7 separate regions of the Mus musculus genome follow, and regions 1, 2, 3, 4, 6 and 7 are each linked to region 5. A link is a contact called in public promoter capture Hi-C data. All regions are on one chromosome and are shown on one strand. Each heading gives the region's core, a stretch centred on a gene start, on an enhancer-like site or on the middle of the called end of the contact. The rest is flanking DNA. Distances are from core to core; before and after follow the strand shown.

Region 1 (2,700 bases), core at 129-2,628, 470 kb before region 5:
GAGTTATCCTCCCTGCATGAACTGTCACTGCTGTGGGGCTTTGGATAGGTCTCTTCACTTGCTGGACACATGGCAATTGTCCTGAGGACAAATGTGTCCTAAAAATACAAAGACCTCGCCGGGCTGTCTGTGAATCTGCTGCACGGAGTGTTCTTTTTCAAGGGCAAAGGAGCACACAGCCGTCTCAAACCAGCCGTCCCCAAATCCCTTCACACTGATTTGGGATGATTATGAGCTTAAGAATCATCACAGTGACGTCTGTGCCTTGGGGAGGACCTGGGGTCAAGTGTGGCCACTGGCCTCTGCTCCAGCTCCAGAACTCAGGGTCTTCTTTAGAAATACCATTCACCCCACCCCACCCTGCCCAAACCGTGGGCAGATAAGAATTGCCAGTAACCACAGCAGACCCACCTACGAGCCAGACCTGATCTGGGGTGTCTGTGTTCCAGGAGTCTCCAAAAGGTCCTGAACCCACTCCCTTTAGCGGCCCCTCAGGTTCAGTATCCTGCCCAGGCCTCTCTGCCTTCACCCTTTGCTGCTCCGAGCTCCTGGGAGCTGGGTGGCTGCAGGCTTTGGGCTTCTTCCGAAGGGTGAGAGTGAGCTGGCACAGGCTGGGGTGTGTGTGTGTGTGTGTGTGTGTGTGTGTGTGTGTGTGTGTGTGTGTTCCCAAAAGGCAGTAGTCATCGGTAGTGATGCTGATGCTGCGTGTCTGCACTTTCGCCTGTCTAGCTAGCTGTTTTTTGCCACAGGCTGGGGGATGCAGCATTTCTGCAGTGGAAGCCAGGGCTTAAATAGGAAGGACAATTTTCTGCGATTCTTGGTTTTAGGGACACGAGTCCTCTCTGGGTAGGTAGCTCTCAGACAGAGTAGGAAGGAATCCAGAGGATGGTAGGGTGACGGACAAGAGGAAAAGTAGGCGAAAGATTCTGAAGAGCGGGAGAGAGTGGATAGTCAGGAGTGAGGAGACCTGACGTCCCTGCAAACACCCTGGCTCAAGGTGGCTGAGGGTCCAAGCGCGAAACTGCGCTGGGGCTGGGGGGCTGGGAGCAGTGGAGGTAGGGGAAGAGCGCACCGAGGCTCACCTCGGAGTAGACAAAGAGAGGCAGCACCAGCACCGCGAGGAGGAGGTCGGCAGCAGCCAGGCTCACGATGAAGTAGTTGGTGGGTGTCTGCAGCGTGCGCTCGGAGGCCACGCTCACGCACACGAGCGAGTTCCCTGCCAACACCAAGCCGATGAGCAGCACGCCCCCCACCAGCGCCGCCGCGCCCGCGCCCCCAAGCCCGGCGCCAGTCCCCAGGGATTCTGGCCCACGCCCGGCCAACAGCCCACCGTCCTCAGTAGCGCTGCTGTTCCCCATGGTGCCACTGCTGAACCCGCTCCGGGAGGCGCTGAGCCTGGGGATTTGCAGGCAGGGGCTACCCGGAATCCCGCCCCCAGCGCGTCCAGCCCCGCCCCGCCCCGGCTTGAATTTCTGAACTCTAGGAAATTGGCAGAGGGAGAAATGCTTCAATTCAAGAGAAATGAGCGAAGTGACTGGCATAAAAAGGCTAAGCAGCGGCTGATGTGTCCCCTCATCGGGGCTAGTTTGTGCTTCCAGAAACCTAGGTAGAAAAGCAGGTTGTCTGGACCAGATTCGTCAGAGCCAGCCATCCCATCCTGGCCAGGAGACAGGCCACTAAATTACCTGTCAAAAGCGGCTCTCCAAGATACCTTGGAGGATGTGGAGAACCTATCTATACTCCTGCACTGGGGTCCTTCCCACGTGGGAAACCATCAGCTCTGGTTCTGGAACAGGTTAAAGGCTCCTCGCCTCTTTCACTAACGGTTCTGGGCTTAGCAATACTGAGCAGCACACCAAGCTCATTCTCTGTGGGCAGATGTGCAGCAACTCTTGGGATCCAGGCCTTGGCTGGCCCTACTTTTCTCACCATCTCTCTTCCCAAGTCTCCATCAGTCAGTGCTTAAGCGGACCATGGTGAAATTGATAATTGGCACCTCCAAGGCCCAGTCTTAACTTTTTATCTAATATATTATTATTAATTTTATTATTGTTGTTGTTGACTTTTCAAGGCAGGGTTTCCCTGCGTATGTCCTAGAACTTATTCTGTACAGCAGGCTAGCACTGAACTCAGATCCTTCGGCCTCCCCTCTGTCTCCGGAGTGCTGGAATTAAAGAGTGTGGACCACCATGTCTGGTTCAGCCTTAAGCCTTAACCATCCTCTGTGGGCCGCTGAGTGGTTACCCCACTTCCTATCTTGACCCTCAGCTTCCTTGCATTTGATACTGTATGGCACGCTGACTACCAGGGTTACCTGACAAGGACTCTCTGAGCTGAGAGAACTCTCACATGGGGGCTCTTTTCCCAAGCCACATCTGGAGGCCATACTTTTCTCTGTGCCAGCACAGGAACCTAGGCTGGAACAGGACAGCACAGGTTGAGAGGACACTGTAGAATCAGGACAGGAGAAGAGACAGCAGCAAGGACAGTCCCTGGAAGATTGGGAGCCCTTGCAGTGAAAGTACCTGGGGACTATGCTGATGAAAGAATTTTTGTATATGGGCTTACTAATGCTGAGAGAGATTACCTGGAGTCCTGTGACTAAAGGGCTATCTTCAAGTGGAGGTAGACTGTAGTTGGTATTTGCTACTTTGTGGGTTCTTCTCTCTCCCACCCTTTATCTCCCCTCCCCCTGTTACA
Region 2 (2,700 bases), core at 110-2,609, 260 kb before region 5:
CAGGGGCTGTTAACCCTTTGACGCTAGTGAGGGCCAGCCTAGGGGGCACACCCCAGCCTGGGGACCTTACGCCCACCCTCAAATTACTATCCTCCTCCCCCTAATTGGCAGGGTAGCCAAGTGATAATTAACCCCTCCGTGTACCCTCCCCCACCCCATGACCCCTGGGCATCAACTTGGCTCCAGAAAGACTTAGGCTCAGATTTTAGGCAGCAATCCAGCTCCTGACCTGCCCTTCTGCCAGACAACCCTCTCCTTCTGGCCAGACATCATGGGACCACTGAGAACTGAGGGCTGGACCTCCGAACAGAGGTTCATTGTACTGGCTAAATTTAATTCCTGTTGTTGTAGCCTGGCAGGTATGGAAAGGATGTTTCTGGAGTGACTGCCTTGAGCCCAGCCTGTCTGAGTGACCCTCTAACACACACAAAGACACAGACACAGACACACACACACACACACACACACACACACACACTGCCCCTGAGGAGTACCCTTTGGGCTATTCTCATGAAGTGTATCTGGGTCACTCCTGGTAGGCCCAGTTCTGCAATTCCTCAGGGAGCCCCTGCTCCAGACAGACCTGGGCTCTATCCAGGATCACCCCTCTCTCACATGCTGTTACCATTTGGTCAGGAGGCACTCTGGCCTCTCTGAGACCTCAAGTATGCCTGTGTTCTGTGGTGCTGGGAGGGAATGTGTTTGGGGGTTTGCCGACAGGTGGGCCTGGCTGCTCACCTTGTGCCTCCAAGTCTTTCCAACTTAGGGAGTGGGTAGGCCCAGCCCCAGGACCCCTGTCCCGGCTGGGGAAGGAGAGATGCCCCACCCAGGCTACTCCCTATGCCTGCTGGGGCGGGGCAGTGACTCAGAACAGGCCTCTGTAAGGTGAGTCAAAGCCTGAACCCCGAGCTTGGACGGCTTCTGCCCCTGGCACCACCACTCCTGCCCTGGCCACCTCCACCGGCCACTGTCACCACTACCAACTTCATTACCCTCTGTCGCCTACCATACCCAAAGTTGGCCTACCTCTGGCGCTCTCCGCGGAGCCATCAAGCTCAGCAGACCCATTGTGCCGCGACTGCTGGCCCAGCTGCAGGAGGCGGGCTCGGACTTGCTCCTGGACTCTGGCAGCTCTAAGTCGATCAGCCTCCGGTCCCTCCGCACCCCGGCGATCCAGCTGTAGGTCCGAAGGCAGAGCCAGGGAGCAAACACCAGTCTCAGGCTGCAGGGCAGACAGCAGGAAGTTACCTTCCTGCATAGTGACAGGGGCGACTAGCCAGCCCACCTGTCCTGGGCCTCTCCCGGTCTTGTCCCTCGAGGCCCGGTTCCAGAGTCTCTTCCTGGCTGGCTCTCATAGACAGACGCCCGCCCGCCCGCCCAGCCCAGAGCTTGGCTGGGGGCGGGGACACCTGGGCCAGGTGGGAGGGAGGGGCCTCTGCCTGCTTAAGGTGGAATTTGGGCGGAAGAACTGGCCCTGCGTGTCCTCAAGTCGCCTGGCCTTCCCTTTCCTCCTGTCCCAGGGCCACAGGAACGTGGGTTCTACTTGCTCTCAGTCTTCCAAGTCCAGACCAAACCCCATGGGTGCCAGCGTTCTCAGTTTGAGAGTAGGGCAGGGAGCCTGTGGGAGCCTGTCACTACAAGCCATATGAGAAGGAATGTCCCAGCCTGGGGGGTTGGGAGCTCTAGAGTACCAAAGACCAAGCAGCTTCCAAGACAGCTGGACCCAGGCTTGTTGAGGTCCCAGCAGGGTTGGCATCCAGACACAGTTTCAGGTTTACAGAGTCCGGATAGAGGATAAAGAACTTGAGTGCTAGAGTTTTAGGGTCAAGAGCAGTACCATGATGGCCCTAAACCTGGGCCTGACAACTCAATAAGAGAGCCCAGTGAGGTAGACATATGTCCACCCCCTGACCTGCGAATCTGGAAACTCACCCCAGCCTCTACCTGTACAGAGGCTTCAGAAGGGCTGCTTGGCCCTCTCTGGCATCTCTCCCCAGCTTCTGCCCCCCAGGCCTGGGGTGGGAGGCCCCGTTCCCAACATCTGAGTCATGGCTGGCAGGCGGGGCTGCCCCAGGGGGTTGACTCAGAGGGGCCTAGGCTCATGTCAGCACCTGCCAGGCTGGGGGGCCAGGAGGTTTGGGGGGAGAGCTGGGCTAGAGAAAGCGGGGAGACTGGAAGTGAGGGGCACCAAAGCTTGTTCCTAGAAGGTCTCCCAAGCACCCCTGTCAGGTAGGCTAGCATGCTGTGAGTTAGGCCGGCCATCTAGGTAGATTGGGAAGGTTAAAAGACAAAACTAGGAAAGTTGGCGTATGGGAACAAGTTGCCTCACGTTCCCTGGGACTTCCCTTAAGTATTCCTGGGTCTCTATCCTAAGGGCTGTACTTTTCTAAAATCTAGTCCCTGGGCTCAGCCTGAGCTCTCTGTCCCACACCAGGCCCTTTAAGAGTCCTGGACTCTTAAAGACATTAACAGAGGGTGACTAGGCGCAGAGTCCTGGAAACGGAGAGTGCTCAGAGAATGACAGCATCCAGGACAGGATCAGGATGAGTAGGAAGGGCTAGAGGATGGGAGTCAGAGGTCAGAGGTCAGAGATTGCTGGGGAGAGAGCACCGAGGGTGAAGCCCCCTACCCCCAGGATAGAATCTGGCGGGGATCTACTGGTTGTGGCTGGAGGCAGGGGCTGGGCAACCTACCTTGCCG
Region 3 (2,700 bases), core at 101-2,600, 350 kb before region 5:
GAAGGGTACATCAGAGAGATTGGTACAACAAGAGGAAGGAAGCTTTTCTGTAAGTCCAAGATGCCAACTGATGACATTCTTGGCTTTTGGTTAGTGGAAGCTACTGGTCTGCTAAAGGATTCCAAAAGGATGCTGGGTGTGGTGACACTTGCCTTTCCTACCAGCAGTCAGGGGGAAGAGGAAGCCACATCTCTGTGAGTTGTAGGCCAGCCTGATCACAAGATATTAGTTGCAACACAGGTAGGCAAGGAAGAGCTGTTCTAGAGGGGTAGAACTAGCCCAGGATAAGGCAGCCTCTGGAACTGCACCAGCCCAATTTCTCCACAGCACTGAAACTCTAATCAGCCAGTCTCTGTAGATACAGCTTCTTTTCAGGAATTCTCCTTCATGGCAGCAACAAATAAAGGCTGGCTGGCCAAAGTTTTCCTTCTAATTGGGCAGGCTTTAATCTTTCCCCAAAGAACTGATCCCCAACTTCACAGGTCAGTTGTTGGTATTGGTTCCATGAGGATGGCTCTGCAGCGATGAAGATTAAGCTCTGTCTGTAGTGGCCACTGCACAGGGTTTATGAAGCTGAGTTCCAGCCTCTTTTCTTGCCTGTCTCTTTGCCTCCTTCTCTCCCTTCAGGGCTCCCTGTCCCAGGTCTTTTAGGGAACACAATTCCTGATTTCCTATGCTGGCCTGCTAGACTCTCCTTTACTTGTATTATTAAAGTTCCCGGAGGGACTCAGAACAGCATCTGGCAAATGACAAGTGTTTAACAAACACTTAGGTGGATGGATGCCAGTTCCTTGGCAAGGGTGTGTGTGGCCATTTGTGCAAGAGAGCAGGGCTCCTGAGTGACAAACTCTCAATGCTGACTTTTTCCACAGTGCTAGAATCCCAGCACTCAGGAAGCAAATCTGCATGTTCAAGGCCCTCCTGGGCTACACATCAAGACCTTATTTCAAAAATACAGAAACCAAAAGCAAATCCTATAACTTGGGAGTATGTTACAAAGTTTAAACATGGGCTGGAGGGATGGCTTAGGACACTGCTCTTCCAGAGCACCCAGGTGTAGTTCCCAACACCTGAATGGTGGCCATTCCCCAAGAATCTGATACCCTCTTCTGGCCTTCCTGGGCACGATGCACAGATATATATGCAGATGAAGCATTCATATATAAACGATATTTAAGACAAATATCAGAAATGCTTAGTGACGAAATGCTTGAGAGCCCCATGCATCAGAGGCTCTCGACATCCCAAGCCCTATCCCCAGGGAGAAAGGCTGTTCATAATGAACACTGTTCTAGCCATGAAAACCTGGTCGGCCTGTAGGAGAGATGGGTGTGTTCATACCAGAAGCTCTCATCACAGTCACACCCATTTCGTGGCAGCTGTGGATCATTTTACGTATTTTTAGTCAGGCTCAAAGAAGTGACTCAGGTTTGTCAAGTTCTGTTCCCAAAGTGCAGCCTGCATGTGGGAGGGACAGACCTAGTGGGCGGTCTCCAGTAGGCAAAGTGAAAGGCTAGTTGGGGCCAGAGAAAGAGAAGCGGCGAAAGTCTCTACGCCCCGCCCTGGGCGGAAGAAAACGGATCGTCTGGGACCTCTTGCAGCGGCACCAGGTGAGCAAGGGCCATGTTCCGGGGCGCCCGGCTGCCTTTGAGAGTTTTTTTCGGGTCCCTTCCTGGCCCTCTTAATACGTGGCAGAGCGGCTGGACCAGAAGGTTTGAGGGATCAAAAAATTGGGCGGGGGCGGGATCACGGGCCCGGCGAGTCTCTGAGGCCTGTTCCTCCCTTAGGGTGACACATTTGTGCCTCAGAGGAGCCTTGCTTGGTGCTTGAAGGCTGACCTCATAGCTCCGTCGCCAGCGACCTGTTCGCTCGCTCACTTTAAGGCCCAAAGAGGGTGTCTTCAGATCCTAGGATTAACCCAACAGCTAGGAGCAGCTAGTTAGCAATATCCAATCACATCAAAGCAGAGGCCTGAATCATGCTTCTAAGCCAGGCTGGTGGGACCTCCTGCCTGGTCCCAAGGCCAAACAGGGGGAGGAGTGTGGGAGAAGAACCAGCTGCCTGGGTTCTTTCACATCCCTTGCCCCTGACCTCAGATGATCGTCAGGACTGGCTGGCACCCTGCCTCCCATAAAGTCCAGTCCTGTGCTTTCCTCAAAGGTAGATACTCTAGGACCCTGTAGTCTGTAGTGCATAAGAGAGCAGGTGTGGGTTGCACCTGTGACTAGAAGTACTGTAGCTACCCCACCCCAGTGGCAGTGCCCTAGTGATGACTGGCTTTGGATGACACATCTGATCCAGGCAGTGCTGGTTTTACTCCCTGGCGAGTTGTGGGTGGGGCTAACTGGTTTCTCCATGCCCTGGCTATATGTCCACAGTGAGTTATCTCTGCCGTTGCCTCAGTTTTCCCTGTCACTAGCCCTTGTGTCAATATGTGTAAAGTGCTCCTGGTTAGCATTAAGGGGGTATCCTCCTAGCCCTGGGAAGGAAGGGGAAGACCCCGTTAGTAAAGCCATGTTGTGCCAGGCACTGTAACTTCACACAGAGCTGTTTGCCAGTTTCGGTAACTGTTATAGAGAGCAGCTGAAGTGACTTCTGTTTCTCTTAAACAGAACCTAGTACCGCTCTCCCTTCAGTGCTAGGAGCACAGCACTGATCTCTTCTTTCAAGCCTTCCAGGATACCCACATGCTGTCCAGGC
Region 4 (2,700 bases), core at 44-2,543, 410 kb before region 5:
AAGAAAGCTGAAAAATAGGGCTCAAGATCAGGGGCCCCAGATCCTAGAGGTCCATCGGCCTCAAGAACACACAGGCTATCCACTCAAAGCCACAGGGAAGGGCGAAACCCTTCTCCAAGAGGTCAAAGGCCAGGAGAAGAGCTGATGGTCTCTAAACACAGAGGGCATAACTTAAGGAATGTCAATTGTCACATGTTGCTCCTGCCTGGGAACAGTAAAGGGAGAAGAGTTCTGATAAACTATCTTACGTCTACCTGGTGCTCAGAGAATTTGCCACAGACTCCTGCTGAAACACACCGTCTCTGATATTAGAAAATGCAGACTGAGATAGACACAGAGCTTTGGCCCATTCATGACGGGGACCTCGGTCATGGTCCCAGTTTTCAGAAAAGAGGAGCTATAAGGAACTCTGTGAACCTCACTCACACAAGTCTTGGCTTTCTCTCAGTGCTGAGTGACGCCACAGGTTGCCCTTTTCACTCAGCATTCTTCCCAGAGGAATGAGTATAGAGTGGTCTATGGGGAGAAAGGAGGAATGCCGAGCTGCAAGTCAATCTCAAACTCCAACTGTGCTTCCAACCACTGGCCAAGATGACAGTCGCCAGACACGTTACTGTTTTCTGTTGCAGAGTACTCCTTTCAAGACACGATGGGAGCAACCCGGGGTTCAAACACAAGACAGGAAGACAGGTTTGAAAGCAATGTTGGCTCTGCCACTCTGCAGCGATGTAACACTGACAAGTGACTTTACCTCTCCGAACTATGGCTGTAAAGCTCCGACAGTGGTGCCTACTCGAGAATGCTGGGAGGGCTCCTCGAACTAAGGAAAACGATAATCGCGACATCAAGCACAATTTGGGCAAGTTCAGATGGTGCTGGCCAGGGCGAGGGCCATCAGGACAGAAAACCAGGTAGCTAGGGGTCACACCTTTCTTATGCACCAGTCCAGGTTCCCGCATGACCAGACAGGTGGCCGGCACCACGCCCATGGGCCTCCCGGTCGCAGCCGGACGTTCCGGGGCTCAGCTCGAGGCCTCAGCCACCCTCTCGTCCTCCGGACCGACCCGCGGCCAGAGCGACGTAGGCCTAGCCGGCCCGGAAGGCCACAGACAAAGCGTACGGCCACCATAGGTGGCCCGCGCGGCCGGACGCGACAGGGACACCGGGCCAGAGCGGCTACCGCACGTACCCGGGAACCTCGCGCCTCCCGGACGCTCCTAGACGATCCCGCCTCTGTCCGAACACGACCGCAAGTAGGCCGGTCAGCCGCCGCCGCCGTCGCCGCGCGCTCCCCGACCCGGAAGTGCACCCATACTCTTCCGGAACTTTCTGCCCTGCCCGTTGGTGGAAACTACTAAGGCCAAAACGGGGAGGAACTCGCGGCGGAGGATGACGAGACGTTAGCGCGTCCCCTTCCTCTCAGAACACCGACTAGCCCATCACAAGTACTGTCAGAGGAGAGCAGTGTTTTGCTGAGCGTGTGCTGTCCGAGCTCTCACCAGTGCACTAAACCAGGCTGTGGGTCTCACCTCCATGCAGTTGGTACAGTCCGACTCCCCATCCGCCGCGATGAATGGGAGCGGCCCCGGGACCACGTCTCCGCCCACAACCGTCCCGCCCTCCCGTGAGCGCCTCCTCCTGGTGGCTGGACTTAACTGCAGCCCGCGGCTGGAGGAGCGCTAGAGAAAAGCTTCAGGATGTCCCCTGGGTCTTCAGGTTCCCTTCCAGTATGCAGTTAATCATGATGGATCCTGTATATACGAGCTCCTCCGTCCCCTTCAGCCCGGCGAGGAGAGGCACAGTAACTTGTGAACACCGTGAAGAACTTAATTGTATGGCACAGATAATTAATAGAAAGAACAGAACTAGAGGTTACCGCCTGGCAGTAGGACACTTTCTTGCCTAGTACGCATAAAGGCCTGGTGAGAGGGGTCAAAGTATGGAGCATAATAGGATTAGGGGAAGAACCATGAGAGGACTCAGGGAAAATTCAGACCCACAAAACTGAGACTGACCTAGAGGCTGAGGGGATCAGAGGACACTGAGGTACTAAACAGGTGGCAATCATGGCTCACTGGACTCAACTGCCCATTTTGTGGTCCAGGGACCACTGTGGCTCAGAAGGGATGGCTTTTGATAGGAATAGAAGACAGACTGTAGCCGGGCAGTGGTGGTGCACGCTTTTAATCCCAGCACTTGGGATGCAGAGGCAGGCAGGCGGGTTTCTGAGTTCAAGGCCAGCCTGGTCTTCAGAGTGAGTTCCAGGACAGCCAGGGCTATACAGAGAAACCCTGTCTCGAAAACAACAAGAACAACAACAAAAAAAAAAAAGGAAAGAAAGAAAGAAAGAAAGAAAGAAAGAAAGAAAGAAAGAAAAAAAAAAAAAGAAAAGAAAAGAAAAGAAAAAGAAAGGAGGAGAAGACAGACTGTAGATTTACTGAGAAACTGGATGAGAGGGGCAGGGAGGAGAGGGAAGGAAGAATATGAAGATGAGGAGATAGGAGTCTACTTAGAAGAGGGAAAGCTAGGGTTATCCCCAGAGAGCAGAGGACAAAAGGCTGCCTTGGAGATAAAATGTGGTGGTAGTGGGGACCAGCTTTGGAACCTGGGACTTTCAGTGCTAAAAAGTCCAGATTCTACAAAGAAACTCAAGGGTAGGGTACTGAAGAAAACAAGAAAAGGAGAAGCAAACACATACAT
Region 5 (2,700 bases), core at 135-2,634:
TTAAAAAATGTGAATAGGAGAAACTTTAAACTTTACACTGGGCCTCACATTGTATATGTGGTGGGCATTCCTGCATTGAGGGATTGCCTCTCACGTCAAAGCTTAAGTTGCTTCCCGATAAAACAGTACTCCCAAATCACTTTTTATCAAAATAGTATTACTGATTTTTCACTTGGGTCCACATGGAGTAAATGCAGAGTAAATCAAAGCCTGGCAGTTCTGCTTTGAATTTGTATCTACCCCCTTTACACATCGCTTAGCGTTTACAATGTCCTGTTCCAGCTCCCAAGTCCCACTGGAATTCTTTGAATTCTAGAAACTACAGGACTGATAAATACCTCTAGGGAATAAAAATTACTTCCAAACAATTGAGGGCGCCTAGGATAGACCATCTCCAAATGCGGGCAGTTGAGGTTCTATAGAGAAGCAAGAGTCATAATGCAAACCAGATTGGTCTGCTAAGACCACCTTGCAGAACCCAAACTGATCATCAACCCAACCATACTTGACTACTAGGGATGATTAATTATACACACCGGCAGTGTCCTCTCCCTATTTCTCTCTAGTTAAACCTACATCTCACAAAGGCAGTCTTCAGGGACCACTGGAACCCTTATCATCTGGAAGAACAACCAGTGCTCCTAACCTATGAGCCATCTCTCCAGCCCCTTGTTTTATGTGAGTGCCCAGGGAATATGTGCACTTAAGTGCAGTGCTGGGGGAGGCCAGAAGTGGGCTGGAGGCATAGGCAGCTATGAGTCGGCTGGGTGCCAGGAACAGACCTAAGGTCCTCTGGAAGAACGAGTACTAGTTCTTAACCTCAGAAGCCGCCTCTTCTGAGCTTTCTAACATTTACTCTCTAGTTGTGTACTAGAACACTGTAACACCAGAGACTGGAAAGGTTAAGTGAATTTTAAAGATAGCGATCATTATATTCTTCTGTGTGAATATTTACAGATCATTTACATATCAATAAGTTGATATGACTATTTAAAGTTAAATTAAAATGCCATTTGATGGGCTTAAAGGTAACTATCATTATATTCCTCTGTATGAATATTTACAGATCAGTTACATATCAATAAATTGATAATGACTATGTAAAGTTAAATTAAAATGTCTTTTGATGGGCTATGTCCTCCTGGTGGAAAATTTGCCTTTAACATAGCTGCTGACAGAAGTCCTGGGCTCAATCCACCCAAACCAAATTGAAATTGAAACCCAAACCCAATGCAAAACAGATCAACAGCAATCATTTATTGCCATCCTAAGGTAGAGGAATTGGGCCTGGAGCCCTGTCCAATCAGAGGTGTTGTTTGATAACTGTCCAATTAGGAACGTGGCCAGAGCGGTGGGCAGGCTCTCAAAACCTCGCGTGCTTTCGCTGGAGCTGGCCATCTTTGGCACCTTTGGGAGCTCCTGCTGTTCTGCAGCAGAGGCACTGACGTTGTTAGGTGCTTTGTCATCCTGTGATCTGGTCCCAGAGGCACGCGTAGGGGCCCGGGATACTATAGAAGCGAGGAGATGGTGAGTGTCTGCCTGACGTCCTGGCGGGATCCAGCCTCCACAGGTCTCCCTGGAGGCTGCCCCAGGGTAGCGGGGGTTCCAACTCTCCTCCGTTTTGGGGCGGGGCTGTGCAGACAGTGGGGACTCTGGGTCTCGTCTGGTCCTTTTGCAGGGTGGTGCTAGGCGGACAGTGGGTCCCTGGTAAAGCTGTTAGTTGCCCACCCTGCGTAGTGTGCTCAGATCCTGCTGAGCGAGCCATCTCTGGGCGGCTGTGTTCCTGCCATACACTTCAGATGTGCTGATCACCGTGATCTCAGGGAAGGATTCCTATTGGCTGGCTTGTGTGGTTTCCATCAGCAGCTGGGCAAGAAAGATCCTGGAGCCAGATGCTGCTTTCTGCCATTTTGTTCTACATAGCTGATGAAAACTTGGTTAATGCGCAGTCGGCCAAATTTTCCACTATATTGATAACTGCTTTTTTCTTTATCTTGTGGAATTAACATTTTTATTGTTATTTTAGGTATACGCATGCACACACGCAAATGTGACGTGCTTGTGGATGAGGTCATTGGATCTGTTGGATCAGGGGTGGCAGTTGTGAGTCACCTGACATGGGCAATGGGAGCCAAACTGGTTCTCTGTAAGAACAGCAAGGGATTTTTAACCACTGATCCATCTCTCAAGCTTGGGGATTCCTTAAGTATCCTGCATAAATCATTATATTTGATTCAGAAGCTTTTAAAGTTCTGTGCTTGTTTTGCTTTTGAGAATGAAGGCTCACATTTATGGAAGGTACTGGCTGTACTCGTGAAGGGCCTGAAGCAGACCTTTGTGGGCAGCTTTTCATTGTAGCACATTTTCTTGTCATAGATATACACTCCTTTCTTTTATTTTTCAGGAAAAAAAAATCATATATTCCCAAGTGTCTTAAAAATCCAAAATATAGCTCAAAACAAATAGTTAATAAACAATAGGAAAAAAATTGAAAAAAGTGTAAGACTCAGATGTTGCTCTTAATTTGCGTTGTTAGGTGTGTGCATATTAATAGTGTCTGAAAAGAAAGCAAACCATAATTTTCAAATAGATTAGTAAGGGTTTTTTTTTTTTTTTGACAGTGTGTTTCCTTTTTTCTTTCTTCCTTTCTCTCTTTCTTTCTTTTTTTTTTTGTTTTTCGAGACAGGGTTTCTCTGTATA
Region 6 (2,700 bases), core at 186-2,685, 500 kb after region 5:
GAACTCCTACTCAGTCTGCAGAAGCTTCTGTCCAAACCAAGAAAAGTCTGGCATCCTCTACTATGACAGCAAAGCATCCCAACTGGAGAAGAAGAGATGTGTCAACCCACACCTTTCCTGGGCATTGCTGGTATGAGAAGCATATTGCTTGTTCTCTCTCCTCTCAGAGGTGTAAGGACCATGGTGCCACCAGACACACTTCTCAAGTCCAAACTAAGAGGACTTAGTCCAATATCCGGGTCTGGGTGATTTTCTCCAATGCATGATACCAAAAAGCTCTACGTAAGAGATAGCTACCCAGGATATAAACACACAGCCTACCCCAAACCTGGATGTCCTCACTTCCAAAAGAAAATGGCCAGTGGCTCCTCCAATGAGAGCACAGAAGATGTACATCCATATGAATTACCTATCTGTTCTCTGACAGGACATCAGATTCTCAGTCACACATCCCAAATAGTTCATCAACAGCTTGATCAAGTCACATTTGTTGCCTTCTGCCTCCTCATTGGAAACAGGGAAATAACTTTTTGAGGGCAACTTTGACATCCTTGTTCCTTAGAGAATAAATGGCGGGGTTCAGGGTAGGGCTGACTGCTGTGTACAATAAAGCAACTACTTTGCCATTCTCCAAGGAGGATCCGGAGCCAGGCTGCAAATAGGTGTAGATGACGGTGGAGTAGTACAGGACAACCACCACCAGGTGGGCAGAGCAGGTAGAGAAGGCTCGCTTCTTGCCCTCTGTGGAGCGGATGCGCAGGATGCTGGTGATGATGAAGCTATAGGATATCATAGTCAACAGAAAGTTGACCACACCAAAATAAACATCTGCAATGACAATCATGATGTTGTTGAGGGTGGTTGGGCTGCAAGACAGAAGCAGCAGTGTTGGGACTTCACATAAAAAGTGACGAATTTGGTTGGGGCCACAGAAATTGAGTCGTGCCATCAAGCCAGTGTGCACAGATGTGCTGGCTGCACTGATGACCCACACACTGCCGGCGAGCAGGACACAGATGGGCCAGCTCATCAGCATGCTGTAGTGCAGTGGGCGACAGATGGCCACATAGCGGTCATAGGCCATGGCAGTGAGCAGCAGCAGCTCAGCCCCTAGAAACCAGGTCAGGAAAAAGAGTTGGGTCATGCATCCCTTATAAGAAATGTGGCTGCTCTTACCCACCAAACCCTCCAGCAGCTTGGGAAGAACAGTGGATGTACAGACGATGTCCAACAGGGCCAGGTTTGCAAGGAAGAAGTACATGGGGGTGTGAAGGCTTGAGTTGAGGCTGATGGCTATGATGATGAGGGTGTTTCCTGCAAGAGCCAGGATGTAAAGAAGCAAGAAAAAGGCCAAGAAGAGAGCCTGGAGCCCAGGGTCCTCAGAGAGTCCCTGCAGGACAAACTCCACCACAGTTGTGTAATTGTTTATTTCCATTTGAGAGTGAGTCCTGGGAGTTACTGTGACACAGATGGGATGGTCAAGGAGACACCAGGTGTGAGGCAGCCATCATTTCACACTGGGTTCAGACAGCCGTGAGTAGGAGTGCTTCTCAATGCTCTGTTTCTGTAGAATTGATAACATCATCTCTCAACACAGTGTGACAGTGTGAGCATGAACTCTCCACTCTGTACACAGTAGACCCAGAACAGAAGGAACCCCTGCCTGTGATGGGCAATATCCATCTACAGCTTCTGTTTGATTTAACATAGATCATGCCCTATGATACTCTGAGAACTGGAGCTCCTTTCAGCATGTACACCAGGCAGCTAAGGCATACTAAGGGGCAGTCTGTTCCACAGCATAGACCTTTTGAACCTAGAGAAGACCAACCTTATCAAGGAGTGGGCCAGGGTTCTCAGAGGCAGGCATAAAAACAGTTCCAGGATGTATGTTTTGGGGTCGTGATAGATTCAGAACACGAAGCTGTTACAGAATGGCATGTAGGTGGTACAGATGGCCCTGGCTCTTGGGGAATGAATATAACCCTTTTGTAAATACCAGAACTGTCTATTTCTACGTGGCCACTCTAAATCACTCCCTTGAGGATGACAAACCCAGCGAGGACAACAGGTATCACTCACTACCCTGGGAAGGCTTGTGCCTGCCAGAGAAGGTATCAGGCTGTGCCAGGACTGGAAACAACATGAAAGGCATGGACCTGGCTTCACGCCAGCCCCCAATTTCTAGGCTATCACTCCTACCCAGCTTCAAGTCTATCTTCCCCTCACCTTATACACATATATCTCTAATCATCCAGGACTCTCCAAGCATATGGGCCTCTCAGGTAGAGAAGAATAGGAACTGATCAGCATGCAGAGAAAGAGCTCTGCCCCTTTCTACTATCTGATGGGAATGAGCAGGCCCACACCCATCCTGGAGACTCCATGAGTGGGATGTTGGCTACATGAAAACAAAGAAGTCACAAAGGGTATGTGAAAACAAAGAAGTCACAAAGGGTATGTGCTGAACAAGGAAGACACTTTCCCCCTGTGATTGCACAGATCAAGGTCTTTCTCCTACAGGGTGAACTTAAGAGAAGGACCTGAGCCTATGATTCCCCAACCCCTCCTATTGAAGAGCTAAGCTACCCATAGAAACTTCAAGACCCATACTTGTGCCCACAAAAGGAAAGATTTATCTGTGAGCCTTCCCTGCAGATCCCAGGGGCCTCATACAGAAGGCAGGGCCTCTCAACTGAA
Region 7 (2,700 bases), core at 144-2,643, 280 kb before region 5:
CCTTCCTGCAGCTTCAGTTCCAGGAGCACGGATGTATAGACGACCTGGGGCAGGTGGAGAAATGCCACTTTCCAGGAGCCTGGACTAGGAATAAGTCCCCACCTCTACAGCTTGCCCCTATCCATAACAATGTGTATGTATGTGTTGAGGGAGGCTGTAAAATGGCCCATGTATATGTAGGATCCTGGATGGTCTACATATATGTTAATACATGAAGATCAAAGGAGGGCCTAGACTATATGTAGGTGTATATGGGCATCCTACGAAGCCCATGTGTATATGTTAACCACGGGAGACTTGTATATGTAGGGATCATTGAAATCCATGTATATTTAGGGTATTTATGAACGGCACAGATGTGCCTGTGGGGTTTGCTTCAACTTTCCTACGGTTCAGATTGGTACAGACCTGACTTGAGACTCTTGAATGACCCTAGTACCTATAGAACTGCAGGTTGCTCATAAAACCCCCATGCAGTAAAATTAGCCTAAATGCCATGGACCTCCTGGCTTCTGGGCCTCAGATCCTGCTCTGTGGCCTCCTGCTTTGTGGGAAGCCATGGACCTCCTGGCTTCTGGGCCTCAGATCCTGCTCTGTGGCCTCCTGCTTTGTGGGAAGCCTAGAGAGTAACTTCTGGATCCCCTCCCTCCCAGTTAACCTGGATCCGTACAGCGGCAAAACTTTTTACAAGCAAAATAAACCTGTGTGTATTGATTTCTGAGCCTCATGATGTAGATCCAGTTTCTAGAGATTATTTCTTCCCTGGGCTAGATTGAGATGGGATGAATTATGGCAGCCTGGGGCCACCTGGCTCTTCTTTGGTTTGCCTCATTGTCTTTGGTTTTTGTTTGGTTGGTTGGTTGGTTTTTCAAGACAGGGTTTCTCTCTATAGCCCTGGCTGTCCTGGAATTCACTTTGTAGACCAGGCTGGCCTCGAACTCAGAAATCCGCCTGCCTCTGCCTCCCGAGTGCTGGGATTAAAGGCATGCGTCACCACCGCCCGGCTTTGCCTCTTTGTCTAAGCGCGGGGCACCTTATGGAAGAAGGTTCTTCCAAATATCTGGGGTTTTGAGTGGCAAGAGAAGACACGGGGTCAGTTATGAGTGGGATGTGAATCAAGAAAGACTTTCTGGAGGAAAAGGAAGAGTTTGGGCTGGAGAGGCAAAACACCATGACAGTCAGCAGGGTGGCCCTTTGCGGGTTGCGCTGGTTGGGCTCCTTTGGTCAAACCAAACCCTGCCCCTAAGCCGGGAAGTTTGAAGATCCCGGGACGGAACTTCCTACACTCACCAGCACTAGCCTCAGGCTTAAAGCGGGACACTAGGTCCGCCCTAGCCCTGCCTGCGGGGCGGGGCTGCACCTGCCGCTGGGTCTGTCGCCGCTGCGCACCTCGGACAGGTAAACTGTCAGCTTCCGCGCGAGTCTCAGGTGGGTGGCAGTCGTGACTCAGACACGCGGAGGTGAGTAGAGGTCCTGGTTCCTGGAGCCGCTCCAGTTTTAGGGTTGAGGACCTGGGAGCACTTTGCTCCGAGGAGCCTTGGGGCCATGGTCCCGCAGGAAGTAGCTCTGAACCAGACGGGTTTCCCGCTCAGCCCGGAAGCTCGAGAGCACTGCGTCCAGTCCCCTTCTCTGGCCTTGCTCTTTTCATTCTGCCCAACATGGTCAATAGCTTCCTCTTGATTTAAGTGCAAGCCTGTAGAGGCGGGCGAGGGGTCGTAATACCTCGCCTTCGCTCCCAACAAACGTATCTCAAACCTAAGCAAGTCTAGGACACCTGAGCAGAGTGAGAGGCTGGCAGGGACCCGGGCTCGCGGGGACCCTAGCAGAGCCTTCGCCTCCTGTGAGCGCCAGCGTTCGGTGCGCGCCCAGACTAGCTGTCGGCGCGCTTCCGCTCTCCGTGCGCGTCCCCATCTTCTGCACGCGTGCCTGATAGGTCGGCTTGCCTCACCTGTTGAGTTCCGGGAAACAGGTCGTGCGCCACCCGCAGAAGACCAAGGGCAAGAAGTAGGAGCTGGATGAACTCGGGGAATTGGTCTCCTCGAGGCCTTTTATGCACACTCCTTTCTTTAAAGAAAGATATGTGGGGATCCAACACACACCAGAAACAGGGGCGGCGCAAGAGTAGCGCTGAGCAGCACCCAGGTGTCGAGATGCTGAGCAGCAAAAAACCGGATCCACAAGTGGGGAGCGGGCCTGGGGCTTCGAGCTCCGAAGCTCCAGAACACTCACTCATCTGATAGCACAGGATGCCCCTATAGCTCAAGGACTGTGCCTCCAGGACCTGGGCCTTCCAGGAACCTCAAAATACGGAGGCAATGCTGAGTGATCCGAGGGTCTAGGCTGGGATTTAAATTCTGAGGCCCTGGAGTGCCTTCAAAAGACTGCAGAGGCAAATATCTGAGGCCATCTGAGTTTTTATGCAAGAGTGGCCTGAGGCTGGGGTATGGGATAGAACAGTGGTTCTCAACCTTCCTTTAATACAGTTCTTGTTGTGGTGACTCCCAACCATAAAGTTATTTTTGTTGCTACTTCATAACTAATTTTGCTACTGTTATGAAGCTGCAACTCTTTAATCTTTAATACAATTCCCCATGTTGTGGTGACCCCCAACCATAAGGTTATTTTTTTTTCTTTTTTTTGGGGGGGGGGTTCGAGACAGGATTTCTCTGTGTATCCCTGGCTGTCCTGGAACTCACTTTG

What was found. Promoter capture Hi-C pulls out the DNA fragments that hold promoters and counts their contacts. Capture Hi-C pulls out chosen DNA fragments and counts their contacts.
Region 1: a promoter capture Hi-C map of embryonic stem cells shows a contact between it and region 5, with 2.4 times the contacts expected there. The contact joins the promoter of Drd4 here to the promoter of Zfp941 in region 5. A contact is called at or near these places in 3 of 39 promoter capture datasets (cranial neural crest, embryonic stem cells and pre-B cells).
Region 2: a contact with region 5 is called in a promoter capture Hi-C map of liver, with 2.5 times the contacts expected there. The contact joins the promoter of Pkp3 here to the promoter of Zfp941 in region 5. A contact is called at or near these places in 15 of 39 promoter capture datasets (the 3T3-L1 cell line, 3T3-L1-derived adipocytes, the C10 cell line and 10 more), 4 of 484 Hi-C or Micro-C datasets (bone marrow-derived macrophages, epidermal suprabasal cells, liver and 1 more), 8 of 115 datasets of contacts at active chromatin or transcription factors (embryonic forebrain, embryonic stem cells, neural progenitor cells and 2 more) and 3 of 9 other capture datasets (adipose tissue, liver and pancreatic islet).
Region 3: a promoter capture Hi-C map of liver shows a contact between it and region 5, with 4 times the contacts expected there. The contact joins the promoter of Rnh1 here to the promoter of Zfp941 in region 5. A contact is called at or near these places in 22 of 39 promoter capture datasets (the 3T3-L1 cell line, the C10 cell line, the HPC-7 cell line and 14 more), 1 of 15 datasets of contacts at CTCF or cohesin (the NIH/3T3 cell line), 8 of 484 Hi-C or Micro-C datasets (the CH12 cell line, cerebral cortex, cortical neurons and 4 more), 12 of 115 datasets of contacts at active chromatin or transcription factors (bone marrow-derived macrophages, embryonic basal ganglia, embryonic forebrain and 7 more) and 3 of 9 other capture datasets (adipose tissue, macrophages and pancreatic islet).
Region 4: a contact with region 5 is called in a promoter capture Hi-C map of pancreatic islet. The contact joins the promoter of Phrf1 here to the promoter of Zfp941 in region 5. A contact is called at or near these places in 8 of 39 promoter capture datasets (embryonic stem cells, hippocampal neurons, liver and 1 more), 3 of 115 datasets of contacts at active chromatin or transcription factors (all in embryonic stem cells) and 1 of 9 other capture datasets (pancreatic islet).
Region 6: a promoter capture Hi-C map of liver shows a contact between it and region 5, with 4 times the contacts expected there. The contact joins the promoter of Olfr525 here to the promoter of Zfp941 in region 5. A contact is called at or near these places in 14 of 39 promoter capture datasets (the 3T3-L1 cell line, 3T3-L1-derived adipocytes, the HPC-7 cell line and 8 more), 2 of 484 Hi-C or Micro-C datasets (both in cortical neurons), 3 of 115 datasets of contacts at active chromatin or transcription factors (CD8 T cells and embryonic stem cells) and 1 of 9 other capture datasets (pancreatic islet).
Region 7: a contact with region 5 is called in a promoter capture Hi-C map of neutrophils, with 4 times the contacts expected there. The contact joins the promoter of Sigirr here to the promoter of Zfp941 in region 5. A contact is called at or near these places in 21 of 39 promoter capture datasets (the 3T3-L1 cell line, 3T3-L1-derived adipocytes, the C10 cell line and 12 more), 2 of 115 datasets of contacts at active chromatin or transcription factors (embryonic stem cells and pancreatic cancer cells) and 3 of 9 other capture datasets (adipose tissue, liver and pancreatic islet).

Annotation. Positions count from the first base shown.
Region 1 is chr7:141,290,696-141,293,395 of GRCm38.p6, reverse strand. It overlaps Drd4 (dopamine receptor D4), which reads right to left and starts at 1,378. Exons shown (of 4, transcript NM_007878.3): 1 at 1,083-1,378. The coding sequence starts at 1,358.
Region 2 is chr7:141,078,428-141,081,127 of GRCm38.p6, reverse strand. Pkp3 (plakophilin 3) reads right to left here and starts at 1,359. Exons shown (of 13, transcript NM_019762.2): 1 at 1,027-1,359. The coding sequence starts at 1,258.
Region 3 is chr7:141,167,586-141,170,285 of GRCm38.p6, reverse strand. It overlaps Rnh1 (ribonuclease/angiogenin inhibitor 1), which reads left to right and starts at 1,350. Exons shown (of 10, transcript NM_145135.3): 1 at 1,350-1,610.
Region 4 is chr7:141,227,381-141,230,080 of GRCm38.p6, reverse strand. It overlaps Phrf1 (PHD and ring finger domains 1), which reads right to left and starts at 1,293. Exons shown (of 18, transcript NM_001081118.1): 1 at 1,190-1,293. Gm51460 reads left to right here and starts at 465. Exons shown (of 1, transcript XM_030243134.1): 1 at 465-1,875. The coding sequence starts at 870. The coding sequence ends at 1,358.
Region 5 is chr7:140,820,862-140,823,561 of GRCm38.p6, reverse strand. It overlaps Zfp941 (zinc finger protein 941), which reads left to right and starts at 1,384. Exons shown (of 3, transcript NM_001001180.2): 1 at 1,384-1,527. The coding sequence starts at 1,525.
Region 6 is chr7:140,321,436-140,324,135 of GRCm38.p6, reverse strand. Olfr525 (olfactory receptor 525) reads right to left here and starts at 1,435. Exons shown (of 1, transcript NM_146956.1): 1 at 506-1,435. The coding sequence starts at 1,435. The coding sequence ends at 506.
Region 7 is chr7:141,099,239-141,101,938 of GRCm38.p6, reverse strand. Sigirr (single immunoglobulin and toll-interleukin 1 receptor (TIR) domain) reads left to right here and starts at 1,393. Exons shown (of 10, transcript NM_001355055.1): 1 at 1,393-1,460. It overlaps Ano9 (anoctamin 9), which reads left to right. Exons shown (of 24, transcript NM_178381.3): 24 at 12-720. The coding sequence ends at 39.